Linked DNA regions of Sus scrofa: region 2 is linked to region 1. The links are chromatin contacts, called in public Hi-C maps. All regions are on one chromosome and are shown on one strand. The core of a region is the stretch at or near the end of the contact, and the rest is flanking DNA. Distances in the headings are between cores, read along the strand shown. Region 1 holds the start of PDE5A (cGMP-specific 3',5'-cyclic phosphodiesterase). Region 2 holds the start of SYNPO2 (synaptopodin-2).

Region 1 (7,236 bases), core at 2,115-4,614:
AAAAAAAAAAAAAAAAAAAACCTAATGTGAGCTTCCCATTAAAAAAAACAAAAACAAAAAACCAAAACTTAGCTATGAAGTTACAGTGTCTGCAATAAGGTTTTACCACAACCAAGTGAATCACACTGGATTGAGCAGGTTGGCATTTTTATAATCAACTGATATCCAAACCTCTCATTCTTATTTCAGGTCTCCAGTTAATGCCACCAAATATAAGCTCAAACTGAAATATTGTTTCTTGAAAATCTCTGGCTACACACAAGTCTTAGATTATATTCCTCACATTGACAACTTTCAGCTCTTAGTAACTCCTAAAACTGAGGGCCTGCACTACTCTTGAATATATTACACTTTCGTTTTCCAATTTATACTCATTATAAACACTTCTCTTAAGATTATATACACATGTATGTATCACAGAAAGCGTTCAGCCTATTCTCAACAACAATATAAAAACCCTGAGAAAAAAGCCTTTAATAGAGTCTCAGATGATCTAAAATTTACACTAAGCAGTGTAACTTTGAGAACTGGAATTTTAATCCTATGCGACTTGGGAGGAAAAAGTAATATGAAAAGAAATGTAACTTAACTCTTTCCATTTATTTCACCAAAAAATGTTACTCTCAAAGTTTTGACAGGCTCTGAAAGTGAAGTGTTTTTATGTATGAGTTAAAAAGCTACCGCCAAACAATCCCAAATGTACGTTTTCAAAGGGAGAGGGAAGAAAAAAGAAAAAGGATATTTATACTGATTTTAAAATAATTTTGTTCTTCCTTAATAATCTGCCCAAAGAACATCTCTAAAGAACACCCTCCCCAACACACACTTAAAATATCAGCCCAGTTCTCCCACCCACTCATTCTATGCGCGATAATTCTATAAGGGCGGAAGGGTGGAAGTGTGCAAGGGTGAAAGGAAACCGGGGACAGATGGCCTCAGAAGGGGTGACCTCCTAAAACTGTTGGCCTCAGGCAATCGATAATTCCAGACCTAGATGGTCTTAGTGCCTGCCTCACCCCAAACTCGCAAAAAAGTGCCCTTTGAAAAGAAACCACTTTGCATTCAGGGTTTATCCTCTGGTCGCTACAGATTTAGTATTTTTTGGAAGGCGAAAGCGAGGGAAAGGATTTTTAAAGGAGGGAGGAGTAATTTAACAGAAAAGATAAGATAGGTCCTCCGAAACCATCGCCTTGGTTAAAAACCCCCTAGAGTGATCAAATCGACACCAACTCTGAATGTTCGTTAAAAGACACAGATAAAAAGAGCTCCAACCAAGACCTAAAGGTAACACATCCTCAGGAAAGTCAAGGAAGACAAAAATGTCATACGGTCTATTTTCAATGAAGCATCGTCCCGCCGGCGTGACCCCGGCGCCACCACCCAGCACCCGGGCCTCACCGTGCCCCCGGGGAAAGTGGGAAGGCCAGGGGATTCTGAAAGAAGTACCTTGTTTTGTCTCCAAAAGGCAACATAGCAAAAGCGGGAAGTTGGAGGTGCAGTGCAGGCGGCCTCTGCGGACCCTGGACTCCTGGAGGCTCCGGGGGCGACGACGTGCCCAGGTGAGGCCGGTGACTCGAAGCCCGCTCCCCTACCACCCCAGTCGCCGCGCCGCCGCCAGCCGCCGCCTGCTTGCCCCGCACTGCGCCGCCCCCTGGCGGGGAGCGCCCAACCGAGCCGCGGCCGTGCGCCGGCGGGTAGGAGCCCAGCGCCCAGCCCCGGCCGGCTCCTCCACCATCACCGTCCCGCGTGCGTCTCCCTCCAGGCAGAGGCGGCCAGCACCCGCTGCCCCCAGTCGGCGACGGTGAAGTTCGGGCCCCTTCCCCCAAAGGAGTGCGTCCAGGAGTCAGCCTGAGTCCGCGCGCAGCAGCCTTGCCCGCGCCCTGGTTTCGCACAAACTTCTCAGGCTTCGAGGCACCCGCCCGCCACGCACTCTCCGCTCCACCCTCCTAGTCCCTGGGCTTCAGCCTCAATCCTCCTCAACTCTCCCTCGAGCGTTTCCCACGCGCGTTTCGACTGTCCGCTGCGCAGCCGCCTCCCAAAGGACAGGCTCCCTCCTCCCTTCCCTCCGCAGAAGCCGCCCCGCGCTTGGCTCCGGACCAAGGAGAGCTGACCTCTAGGGTCGCCTAGGGCCGCACGGGACCTGCCCGCCCCCCCAGGGTCTGCTCTTCGCCGCGCTTCCCCGGCGTCCTTTGTGTGCGCGCGGCAAACCCCACTGCTGAGCCCTTTCGGCGGCGCCGCCTTGCAAGCAAAAAGCAAAGGGAAGGAGGAGCGCGGGACAATCCGGGGACTGGAAGGGGGCAAACGGCGACAGCACTCACTTCGGAGAGGTTCCGGCATGTTGCTGCCTTTGGGCTTTCTCGTGGTCTCGCCCCTACCCGGGCTTCCCCGCCCCGCCAGGGCCGGGGCAAAGGGGGACGGGGGAGGAGCGGAGCCTCAGGGACGGCGTTGGAGATGGTGCTTCCGGAGCTGCAGGGAAGGGGCTCAAAAACTGTTTTAGTTTCGCTAAGGAGATTTAGGGGAACCAGGAGTCTAAAGAAGGGCTGGAGCAAGGCCCGTGAGCGCGGATGTAGGAAAATAATCTTGCTCCCAGGGAATATCAGGGCTACTGGGGTGGGGTGAGGTGGAGTTGGGGGGTCGGCAAGTACATTTTCGTATTTGAACTTTTGTGAACAAGTTAGATTGAATCCGACGCTTGGTTTTTCGACTGTACTCGCCTTAAAGTCGAGGTCTCTACCCTGTAACAGGATCAAGGACCTACTTCAAAAGCAAAGGGCCTGAGAGCGGAGGCTGTTTAATGGGTAACCACAGGGAAAATTCAATAGGGGAGAGAGACCAGCCCCTGGCCACGCTCCATGCCCCGGCCGGGTCTTCCATGGGTCCTCTTCTTACCTGGTGGCTTTCCTAACAAAGTAAGAGAAGGTAAAGTCCCAGTGATCGTCCAGCCACGCTTCGACCGAGTCCTGGTCCCATTGCTGCTGCGGCCGCGCGAAGCCGGGGCCGGCCCGCTCCATGATCAGCGCGGAGCGTCTCTGCGGCTGGGCTGGCTGGTGCTGGTTTTCCACCCCAGCTGGGGTCCCTCCCTCGGAGGAGCAGGACTCTGTCTCGAGACCCTCCTCCTTTGCCCTGCTCCAGTCAGGCCGGCTTTCGGCGAAGCTGCTCAGGAACCGGGCCAGCCTTCTGCCGCGCCCCGCCTCTCCCAATCCTCACCGCACTCAGGTGTGGCGGGCGGGGCTGGGTGCAGCAGCCCCGCGCCTTCCCAGGGGTCTGGCCCAGACTGGCTCTCGAAGTCTCTCGAGTCCCCAGATTCCAAGGCTGCCGCGGCGGCGACTGGCGAGCTCTCCGGAAGCCAAGTGGCCAGAACTAGAGGAGGAGGCCACGCGGCCGCTGGGGTGCGCTGTGTGCTGAGCGGGCTCCAGAAGAGCGCGCAAAGGTGACTGTGGGTGTGTTCGCTGAGGGTCCCACTCTAAGAAAGGGAAAGTCGCCTTGTGGGGACCAACCCCAAGCTCAGAAAGCAGTAGCTGGGGGGATTTGAGCCCGAAAAGTGAGAGGTGGTGATAGCCAGGACGCTTTTTCTTAGGCCTGAGAGAACAATCGTTGTCCCCCCTCGCTTTCCGCCAGCCCAGCGCGTGGCAGGAGCGGGTACCCACCTTACTAGAAGGCCAGCCAGCGCAATGGCCCAAAGCACCCCAGGTAACGACGGGGCCAGTTAAGGAGATGTGGCGCATGTGGCGCGTGTGTCACCAAAATAGAGTTGCGGGTCCTGGTGGGTTATTTCCAACATAGCCATTCCTGTGCTTAATTTGTTAATAATAGTAACAACAATAACTATAAATCAGATGTTTTTGCATCAAAGGCTTAATTTACTTTAATCTCCCTTTCCTGACTGGAAAAAGATTTTTTGGAAAAAGAAAACGGTAAATTGAAGTACAGTAATCACGGATGGTTTGTGCATGAAGTCAGAAAACAGGGGCATCTCCATACAATTCAGTTAACTTGAGAGTACAGGCACTACCCAGGTACAGTGCAGAGCAGCCAGTTAGCCCAATTTTAAATTAATTGATTCGTACTGATTGAAACTAATACATACACACTGTGAAAAAAGTATCTGTTTAAAAAGGTTCAGTCTTCCAACACTGATTTGTCTTATACCTACCATATTTTACAAAAAAGAATTGGTGTCTTCCTTTGCTTTATCCTCATTCCCATCTCCCTGTCCCGAATTTGGAGTTTTAATATGGTATTTTGCAGTGACCTAATTTTTTTGGCAGAATTAAATCTGGAGCCTTGTGTTTCACAACGTGTGAACGACACCATTAGCAGTGATATACCAAAAGTGATTTAGCTGACATACTTTTAACAAACTCCTTTCAAAATATTCTTGGCAAGAATGTAAGACATTACTCACTACATAGAAACACATAATTAAATAGATAATATGAGAACTTTAAAAAAATGTCTTCTAATCCCTCAATGCAATGGTTTACACTTCCTGCATTAAATAATTTTCCTTTTATAATTTCAATTTCTCTGAAATTTTACTGTGGAATGCAGGTAGCCACAAACTAATTTTAAAAAAAAGCAAAGGAGAGGTGAAATAATGCTTGATAAATTTTATCAGATTTTAAAATGTTATTTCTCTTCTGATTTGTTACTATGATAGTGATTAGAGTGTTGATAAACTAGAGACTTTTTCCTCAGTGCTCAGTTCTTCCCTGTGGAAATCTATGCATTTCTTCTCTCAGGAGGTCAATGATAATTTAAAATTCTACTTACCTACTAATGGAGTGAATTTTTGCCTTGAATCATTTGCAGTGGTTGGCTACCTTGATTAAATAAACAAGCACTATATGTCCATATGTCCTTTTTGTCTCCTATTCTGAAATGGTTAAATTATCAGAAATCAGGAAGGCTTCTGAAAAATTTGTGCAAGAAAAACAATGCATGGATTCTCCTATCAGTGAGCCTCAATTCTGTGTGGTATAGATGGTGGGTTGGGGGTTACTGTAAAGGCCTGTTATCTGAGGTAAGCATATCACCAGAGATTGGGGAATGAGGCATTTCAGCCTGTTCTAGACTCTAGAAAACTCAGATAAAACAACACCTCTTGAAACTTTAAAGTACTTAAAGGTAAGCATATTTTGAACTGGTCTCATGCTGGCCTCTTGTTTCCTAGCTCCATTTTATTCTCAACCCCAATTTGCTTGATTATTTTATATATGTTTAACTTACTGGTATGGATTGCCCAAGGCATCTTGAATCTTGTTTTAGAATAAGTCGAAAATGAGTAAGTAATAAACACAACCAGGAAATAACTTGAAAAATGATATTAATGCTACTTATGACAAATAAACATGCAACAACTTAACAGAAAGCCTCCAATGGATTCCCACTGTACTAAAATAAAGCCCAAACTTCCAACATGGCTTATAAGGTTCTGCATGATTTGACTTTTATCTATCTCTTACTGCTGAAGGCACTGGTCATACAACCAGGAAAAAACAAACAAAACCTTTTCCAAAAAAAGAGAACACAAATTTTAAGTCATGACATCTTTCCTGCCTTGCCTTTTTTAAATCTTTTGTTTCCTTGCAGCAAACCTGTATATTCTAGGAAAAAGAAAATTGAGTACCTATATTTGCACATATAATGGGATCTAGGTTTCTCATTTTGACATTGAAATGGAATTGAAAGTTAAAAATCAATTCTGTATGTGTGTGTGCACATCGTAAGGGGAAATCCTACATGACAAAGAGATATAGGCAGTTTCTAAGAGCTGTTGCCAGCCTCCAGCCTCCAGCCTCCAACCTCCAAGGAGCTCCAGCTAGCCAGGAAATAAATCCCCCAGTCTTATAACTGCAATTCTGCTGGGGTGAGCTCAGAAGCAGATATTTCCCCAGTCAAGCTTCAGATTAGAACACTTTCCTAGCCATTAAGTTGATTGCAACCATGTGAGATGCTAAGCAGAAGACATCTTCATAACTGATATCATATTAATATTGAGTCCTAGAATCTATTAACATAGTATATCTATCCGTTTATTCTGGTCTTTTAAAATTTCTTCCAGCAACGCCTTGTAGTGTTTATTTTTTTTTTTCTTTTTGCAGCTGTACCTGTGGCATACGGACGTTCCAGGGCCATGGATCAAATCAGAGCTGCAGCTGCAGCCTGTGTCACAGCTGTGGCAACAGTGGATCTGAGCTGCATCTATGCCACAGCTTGCAGCAATGCCAGAACCTTAACCAGCATTAAGTGAGGGAGGGGATCAAACCTGCATTCTCACAGAAACAACTTCAAGTCCTTAACCCACTGAACCACATGGGAACCCTGGCCTTGTAGTTTTTAGTGTACCTGTCTTGCATGTATTTTATTAAATTTATCTCTATATATTACAGCTCTGTTTCTGAGAGATAATAGAAGCAATGACATTCACTTGGAAGTGAGTACATTTAGTACCCAGATTTGACTTCTAAATTCCATTCTCCACTTTAAAAGAAACCAGGAGTTTCTGGAGAAAAGATTTCCAGGTCTGTGACAGGGGAAGTACAAACCGTGCCTGTAAGATCTTGTTTTATTGGAAAATAAGAAGGGCTTAAAAATGATGCCAACATGTCAGAACAACAGAGGACATTTCTGAAAGGAGCTTTCAATGGAAAAATCTCAAGCAAATGGAATATCAAAATATATATTGATGGTAACAAATTAGAAGTCATTGATTTGGAACTGTGATTCTATACTGATATAAACAACTAGATAAATAAATAGAAGAGAAGGGAATGTTCCTTACAGTAAAATGCCAACTAATAAATAAAAAAGGAATCATGTAATTAGAAAAATCATTAAAATGTATGGGTATATGTATGGTTGAATTAGCTTGCTGTACAGCAGAAATTAACATGAAATTGTAAATTAACTATACTTCAATAAAATTAAATTTAAAAAAGAAAATCATTAATGGTTGATAAAATATATTAATGAGAATTTATTGATGGGTAGGATATTTACATAGCTTAAAGTATCTCCTCAGGTTTATCACTTACCATGGGAAAATAGTATCTTTACAACAACGAGACCTTATGGATATCTCTCTAACCAAGTGATCAATTTAATATCACTTATATTGGGACAAATGAACAGTACACACCTTTTAATAGAATACACTAAGGATACAACATGACTTCTGTGTCACTACTGCCAAAAATGTGAATCTAATCACATTTTTGGAATCTAATTGAGGAA
Region 2 (7,459 bases), core at 816-3,315, 570 kb before region 1:
TGATTTTGAATATACTGAGCTTTAGGTTTCTGTGAGCTAGTTGCATAGAAAGAAGTTTAATAAGCAGTTGGATATGCTGGCTTGGAGTTAAGGAAAGGGATCTGGAATTGAGGGGTGGAGGTTAAATTCCCTGGGGTAAATGACAGAACCCATAGAAAGGGAGTAAGGTGAGAAGAGGACCAGGACATAGCCCTGGCACAGAACACCAGCATTTAATGGATTAATTGAAGCCAAGAACTGTTTAAGGCAAGAGAGGAATGGTTAGTGAGGCAAGAGGAGAGCCAAGAGCATGTTGTATCCTGGATGCCTCAAGAGAAAACAGTTTAAGGAGAACGTGGTCAATAATATCAAAGGCTACACAAGAGAAAGACAGTAATAAGATACTGAGAACTTTTCCTTTTGTGGGGACAGAAGCTAAATTGGAGTGGGTGAAGACAAGAGACAGGAGAAAGTAGAAAGAATAAATGTAAAAAGTTCTCTTCTTTTGTTTTCAGAGTTTATATTTACGATGTCACTTGTAAAATTCTTTTTTTAAGGAAAGGTTTTTGGTAAAGTCAATTCACCTTTCTGAAGAGAATCAAATTCGGAGAGTCTGGTCCCCATGACCCTCAAAGGATCTCTTCTGGTGCTAACAGTCTCTGATTACGGATCTTTCTTACTCTAGTGATGAGACACAAATAAAATCCCATGACATGTTTGGGTTCTGGAAGCAGGACTGTGTAACTGATCATTGTCTAATGCTTCCCAGTACTAAAACAGGGAAAGTGTCTGTAAGTCACTGGTCTAGTGCCACAAACTAACTTTCCCAGGCTCTTCTTTATTTAGCTTGTTTTTATGTGGATGAATGTCATGGAAAATAAAAGTATTATGGGAAAATAAAAATGTTCCATTTGTACATTTAGTAGGATGTATTCAGATTTAAAACATTAAAATGTTTTGGACCACATATAAAATCAACTTTTATATTGGACCACCCCGACTCAGAACACATGACGGAAGAACTATAAAAGAAATTTGTCCATGACATAGCATGCAGTTGGCTGACCATGAAGATTTAAGAAGTTTTCTTCTTGTTAAGGAAGAAAGAAAATGAAACATTACTTTAATTTTTAATGAAAATTAAAAATATTCCAGGAGTTCCCGTCGTGGCGCAGTGGTTAACTAATCTGACTAGGAACCATGAGGTTGCGTGTTCGATCCCTGCCCTTGCTCAGTGGGTTAACCATCCGGCGTTGCCGTGAGCTGTGGTGTAGGTTGCAGACGCGGCTCGGATCCCGCGTTGCTGTGGCTCTGGCGTAGGCCGGTGGCTACAGCTCCGATTCGACCCCTAGCCTGGGAACCTCCGTATGCCGCGGGAGCGGCCCAAGAAATAGCAAAAAGACAAATAATAATAATAATAATAAATAAAAAATAAAACAAAATATTCCAAATCGTGCAATTAGATATAGTTATAAGAACGCAGTTTCCAGGAGTAAATCCTTCCTCCCTCTTTTTGTTTGTCTCTTCTTTCTTCTGAACTATAAACACACCAGTTCAGAAAAGTACATTTCAGAGTAAAAGGGTTTTTTTTTTCTTTTAAATAAATGTTTTGCTTTCTTTTATTTTCTCTTCTTATGGGATTAGTTCTGCAGGTTGCAAACAGTAAAAGCTAAGAAAATGAATAATTTAATCCATTTTAACTCCCCTTGTCTGTTTCAATCATCAGTGTGGTAATTCTCAAAACATTTATTTGAGAGAATCTAATCCTCTCGTAGTTGAGTTCTCAGAACTCATATTTTAGGATGTCACTCGTGGCCTGCAGCTTAAAACCTTCATGCGTCCTCTACTATTTATAGAAATATTAAATGGAAGTTTTCCCATTATTCTTTCTTTTAAGGGCTGGGATTTAATCAGGAAGAACTAGAGAACTTTTGGTTCCCCCACCCAGCCCCGCATCTTGCTCAAAATGGGGACCTTTTCTTACGTGTGAGGCTCTTTCGGTTCCCTGAAGGTGGGCTGAGCAAAGGAGCGTGACGCAAGAGTGGGTTGCGTCCTCAATGCCTCTAGCGCCTCCACCGCCTTGTCAGTGATCCCATTAGCGGCGCAAACTCGCAGCAGCTGCGACCCGGCCAGCGGCGGCGGCTGCAGCCCAGTCTCTGTGCGCCCCAGTACTGGTCCTGGGCGGGACCCCGGAGCTGAGTGCACAGCCTCAACCGCACGCAGACTTCGTCTGTCCTTTCAAGCTCTTCATGCTACCCAACTAAAAGAAGAAAATGGGCACGGGGGATTTTATCTGCATTTCCATGACCGGCGGGGCGCCCTGGGGGTTCAGATTGCAAGGTGGCAAAGAGCAGCAGCAGCCCTTACAAGTTGCTAAGGTAGGATCACCGGGCTGGGAAGGAAGGAATGAAAGCAACCTGTTGGGTTTTTCTGGCTCTGATTCAGCAGTCTATATTTAAGTTTGATTTTGATGCTGATTGAATTCTTCTAGGATGTGGGTTTGGTTTTTCTTTTCTTTTTTTTCCCAAACGAACAAAAGAAACAAACCAACCTTTGGAGAGTAACATAGGATGTATGTAATAAACCAGTCGTTAATAGGGGGTAAGAAGGGTGCTGTAATTGTCAGATGAAGAAAAGCCTAGTTAATCAGCTTCTATAGCAACCAGCAAGATACTTGGAAAAGTTTCTTCTAGGCAATATTAGAATATACAGTTGAGTTATTGTTTCATGTCACTTTACTTGGCCGGGCAGAGGAGAAATGCCCAGCTCAGCATAACCAATTAGCTTGGCTATTTGGGGACTCTTATAAAGTATTGGTAGTGACATTCATTATACAACATTCATGGGAAGGCTCATTTGGAGCAATAATTTAAAAAACATGATGGAGAGGTCATAAAATCTACTTGAAAGAATACTCTTTTAAGGATTTGGCTAGTAGATAGAAAAATTCAAGTACTTTCTTCCATCATGCGTATTCTTCTGGCTAATATGCTCAAAATAAAATTCAAAGGCACTGGGAATACACTGTAACTTAGAAGTAACCTTGAGATGCATCTAATAATGATTTTAACTATTTTAGATATTTTTACTTCCATTAGCTTGTGTGTTTCTTAGCTTAACATATTTACCAGTTTGCTTGTGGGGATCTGACATTGTCTAATTGTGATTCAGTTAAAACAAGTCTTAAAATGCATGAAAATAAGAAGGCTTTTACTTTCTTTTAATACTAAATTGAAGTACTATATGAAAGAACGTTTGATTAATTTCCTATTTTATACTTACCTTAAAAATGGATCTAGATCTTTATGAAATATATGGACTCCTAACCTTTGTAGTTATTCTTTTCTTTTGGCTTATTCCTTTTTTTTACTGTTCACTGTGAAGACAGGAGTTTCTTTGAAATTTTCTGCACCCAGAAAACCCTTTCATAATGTGATGGTGGAATCCTGCCACCTAGTGAAAATTTCAAACATCAAGCATGAAGCATAAAACAGGAGATGAAAAGCAGAAATTTTTAGAACTAGAAAATTTCTCAGCGATCACCAGTTCAATCTGCTAATTTTAGATGAGCAAAGAACCCAGAGAAGTTAAGTACCTTGCCTCAGGTCTTCGGCTTGGAACTGGCAGAGTGATTAAAGGGTACAGAAAGCTGGTTTTTCACTGCATTTCTTTAGGAGTCAGTGGCAGGCAACATCAGACAAAATATTAATGCCTAATTCAGTGTATGTAGAATTCAGGAGACTGAAGTGGATTTGTCCTGGGTCTAGAATAGCAGTTGGCTGACTCCTGTTACTGAGATTTGGGTTCTAATTCCAGCTCTGATCTAACTTGCAGCCAGGCCTGAGACCAATCACCCTCCCTGACTCATCTGATGCGTGTGTGTGTGTGTGTGTGTGTGTGTGTGTGTGTGTGTGTGTATGAAAGAGAGAGATGATTATCTATAGTTTTTTCTGCGTTAAAAAATGATTAGAGTCTTCTAAAGAAGATAAAATTTCTAAACGACAATGGCAACGTCCACTTTTCTTGGTCTTCCCCCCCTTAATTAACACTTATTATGTTCTTATGCTAGCATTATTTGTTCTAGAAAACCCTTGGAAAAGTGTTTGTCACTTTCTGTGTTGTCAAGGCCATGGCCTTACTGAGATTGCTGTTTTTCATTTATAACATTGTCAACTCAGTTCCAGTAAAGGTCTCTCATTGAGTTCACGGTAAATGTATGTTGCTTGGCATAGACTCTCCTCTTCTAAAGACTGGTGAAAACCCATTAGAGCCAGGTTACCTCCAAGTAGGAGGATGTGAAGGAAAAAGACAGAAAAGCTGGATAGGGGATGGCTGCCGGCAAGTAAAATGCTCATAGTTTTGAAGAAAATGAAAAGGAATAATTTGGGAATTGAAAATATTAAAAAAAAAAAGAATTTCAGACAGTGCTTGAATCATGTCCCTTAAAATGGGTATGCTACAAAGCAGTTCTATGGATAATAATACATTTTTTTTGGCTTGTAAATATCCAGTGTTTAGATTTTCAGTAATTCCATATTGAATGACAATCTAGAAAGCTTAAATAGCAAAAGAAAAACTAGTCTAATATTATTAAGAATGATCAGAAATTTAATAGCTTTCTAATTCCCAATAAATATCCTTCTAGTGACATGTTTAGTAGTTTTTGAAAGATGTTAATGTTTTCAGTATTTAGCTGGCTGAACTGTAGGAGAGCCCCAAATTTTAAATATCACTAACAGAAATATTAATAATAATAATTTTCATTGACATTGAAGCTCAAGGCCATAAAATTGTTTTGTTTTCAAGATAAATTGAATTTTTAAAAGGCCCATATAGTCAATAACATCACCCTGGTTTTTAAATGTTTATATACCTTTTAACTTATGTTCTAAATACATGTGATGGGAAGCAAACATTTCTAATAGAGTCATAAAATAGTACTCTGCAAGGTATATTTCCAAGAGATCATCCACAGAAACGAAATTATCCAGACAGAATTACAGCACAAAACCCCATTGTGTGTGTGCAGATGTTCTTATAAAAAGTAGGTTAGCACTTTTACTTTACAAAACTCTTTTTTTGGAACATGTACTTAAATGGCTATGTTTCTGGACATACTCTTGGAAAATTACTTTGGAAAATCTCCACGTAAAGAAATGGGGAGAAATTTTTGTTTTACAAACTGATCTTATGAACAATTCAAATATAACTCGCATTTTGAAAATAATGAAAAGTGTTTAGACTGTTTATCCTTTCCATGTTTTAATATTTAGAAAAGTAAGCTTTCTTCAAAAGTATAGATCACTGTGGTACTTATTAAAATAAATTTTAATTCAAAGTTTCAAATAACTATTAAAATTGAGATGACACATTACAATCATCCCTTTATGAGGCAGAGGTGGATTTACTGATTCTCATCTATTATTGTATGTCCTCTCTTTTTTATAAGTTTGTATAAAAATGTATTTAGGCAAAGCACATTCAAATAATATTCTTATCCTTGGGGCCATCAATGAGATTTCTAAAATGTTTCAAATAGAATAAATCAAGAAACTTAGTTATTTCTAAAGGGAAAAATAGGCAAGATTGTGTGTTCAAATATGCATATTTCAGGATAAATGCTCCCTACTTCGTATGGAAAGCTAGAAACATCTTTCTTAGTAACCATGACTGATCACTTCATTTTTAAATGATTTTTTTAGCATTTTCTGGAAATTCTAAAAACAGCTATGCCTATAGAAGTCCATGTATGCTAGCTAAAGCTAGTGAGCAAATGTTATATAAAATTCTTATTTTGGGAGTTACCGTCATGGCTCAGCAGTTAACAAACCTGACTGGCATCCATGAGGACACAGGTTCGATCCCTGGCTTCACTCAGTGGGTTAAGGATCCTGCATTGCTGTGGCCCTGGCGTAGGCTGGCAGCTACAGCTCCGATTAGACCCCTAGCCTGGGAACCTCCTTATGCTGTGAATGCAGCCCTAAAAAGAGACAAAGAAAAAAAAACTTTTTTTTAAAATTTTGGAATTGCATATTTTAAGACATCACTGTTTGTTGAAAGACAAGAGATAAAATAATGACCATGACTATGTATGAACTTTGCCATTATCTAGACATAGTCCATATGTAACTCACATTTATCAGGCCCTTGTCATGGCCAGGAAATGTTCCAGGTGCATCCCTGGTAGGGTGTCTTCCTTGTCCATGCAGTTGCTGGCCTGCCTAGTGCCTGTATGAACCGTGGGTTAGGGGATAGGGAGAGGCAGGTGGCAGAATAAAACTGGAGGAAGATGCAGGAGGAGAGAAGGAAAAAGAGAAACAATGAGAATGAATAGAAACTTGTCCATGTGGTAAGGCAGGGATCCTTGCATTTCCTGTGGATGAATGACTATCCCAGAAAGTCATTGGCAGTGCTTCAACCATCTTGCTGGGCCAACCTGGAAAGGCCAAGGTTTTAGCCAGGGACTGGCCAGAGCAAGCTGGCATCTTGAGAAACTACTGGGGGCTTGGAAGGAATAGAGAAGTATTGGGCAGGAACCCTATTTCCTGTGTTAGGGAACCATGAAGGGTGAAGCCCTCCAAAGCTCCCAGAAGAAACCACACAAGTGTCCAGCATTTGGACACCACCTACAGAGAGGACAGTGATGGCCACTCAGCAGTAACCAGAGAAGCACAACAACCAACCAAGAGAGGAATGCTACCTCTTTCAGTTATAAATACATAGATCTACCTTCCTCCTTCTTCTCCCATCTCCCTCCCAGCCTTCAACCTGGGAGGAGCAGGTGGGAGGCAAGTAAGGAACAGACAGTATTCTCCTCCCCATGCCAAGCCCTGGAGCCACAAGCCAGCCATGGCACTCAGGGAGGGAGCTTACAGTCAGACGATAGATCAAAGCTGTAATCGGACTAGACTGTTTTAATAACTAAAAGCCACCAGAAATGCATGGGATCTAACCAAAATATTAAGGGAGGGATTTGGCTTTACAGTAGTTGAAAATGGTCACTGGAAAAAAATAAAAGTTTCACATTTAAACCGAATGACACTCCTTAAAAACATCAGTTCCATCACACAGGTTCATAGTATCAATCATCTGTACTTGTTATATATATGTTAGCTTGAATATTTATCACCAATTCATAAGACTTCCATTGATGATCATGTTGAAGCTATCATTTCTAGCGAGGATGAATGAAAATCTGGCTTTGGGCTTAATAAGAGACACAAACTACTGCTTTTTCGTTTTCTTCTTCTTTTGTTGAATGCGAATCGGTACTTTAATAACCTAAGACGCTTTTTGCTACTAGGCAGATGCCTACTTTTGATTAGTCTAAAGAGGTATTTCTGGAACATTACTATTAGAGGGTAGAACTCTCAGGTTAGAAGTAATTAAGTACTCTGAACTTTTATTGGCTATTAAATTAAGGTGATTTTTTTTTTAATGAAAGCATATTGCCAGTATGTAATATCATTGTGACATATAC

The links. Hi-C and Micro-C count contacts between places; a contact is called where the count stands out from the background.
Region 2: a contact with region 1 is called in a Hi-C map of heart right ventricle, with 3 times the contacts expected there. The contact joins the promoter of SYNPO2 here to the promoter of PDE5A in region 1. A contact is called at or near these places in 1 of 47 Hi-C or Micro-C datasets (heart right ventricle) and 1 of 2 datasets of contacts at active chromatin or transcription factors (skeletal muscle).

Annotation. Positions count from the first base shown.
Region 1 is chr8:104,266,986-104,274,221 of Sscrofa11.1, reverse strand. It overlaps PDE5A (cGMP-specific 3',5'-cyclic phosphodiesterase), which reads right to left and starts at 3,364. Exons shown (of 22, transcript XM_021101648.1): 1 at 2,890-3,364. The coding sequence starts at 3,011.
Region 2 is chr8:104,838,775-104,846,233 of Sscrofa11.1, reverse strand. SYNPO2 (synaptopodin-2) reads left to right here and starts at 2,065. Exons shown (of 5, transcript XM_021100699.1): 1 at 2,065-2,357. The coding sequence starts at 2,253. All of the region lies in intron 3 of SEC24D (protein transport protein Sec24D), which reads right to left.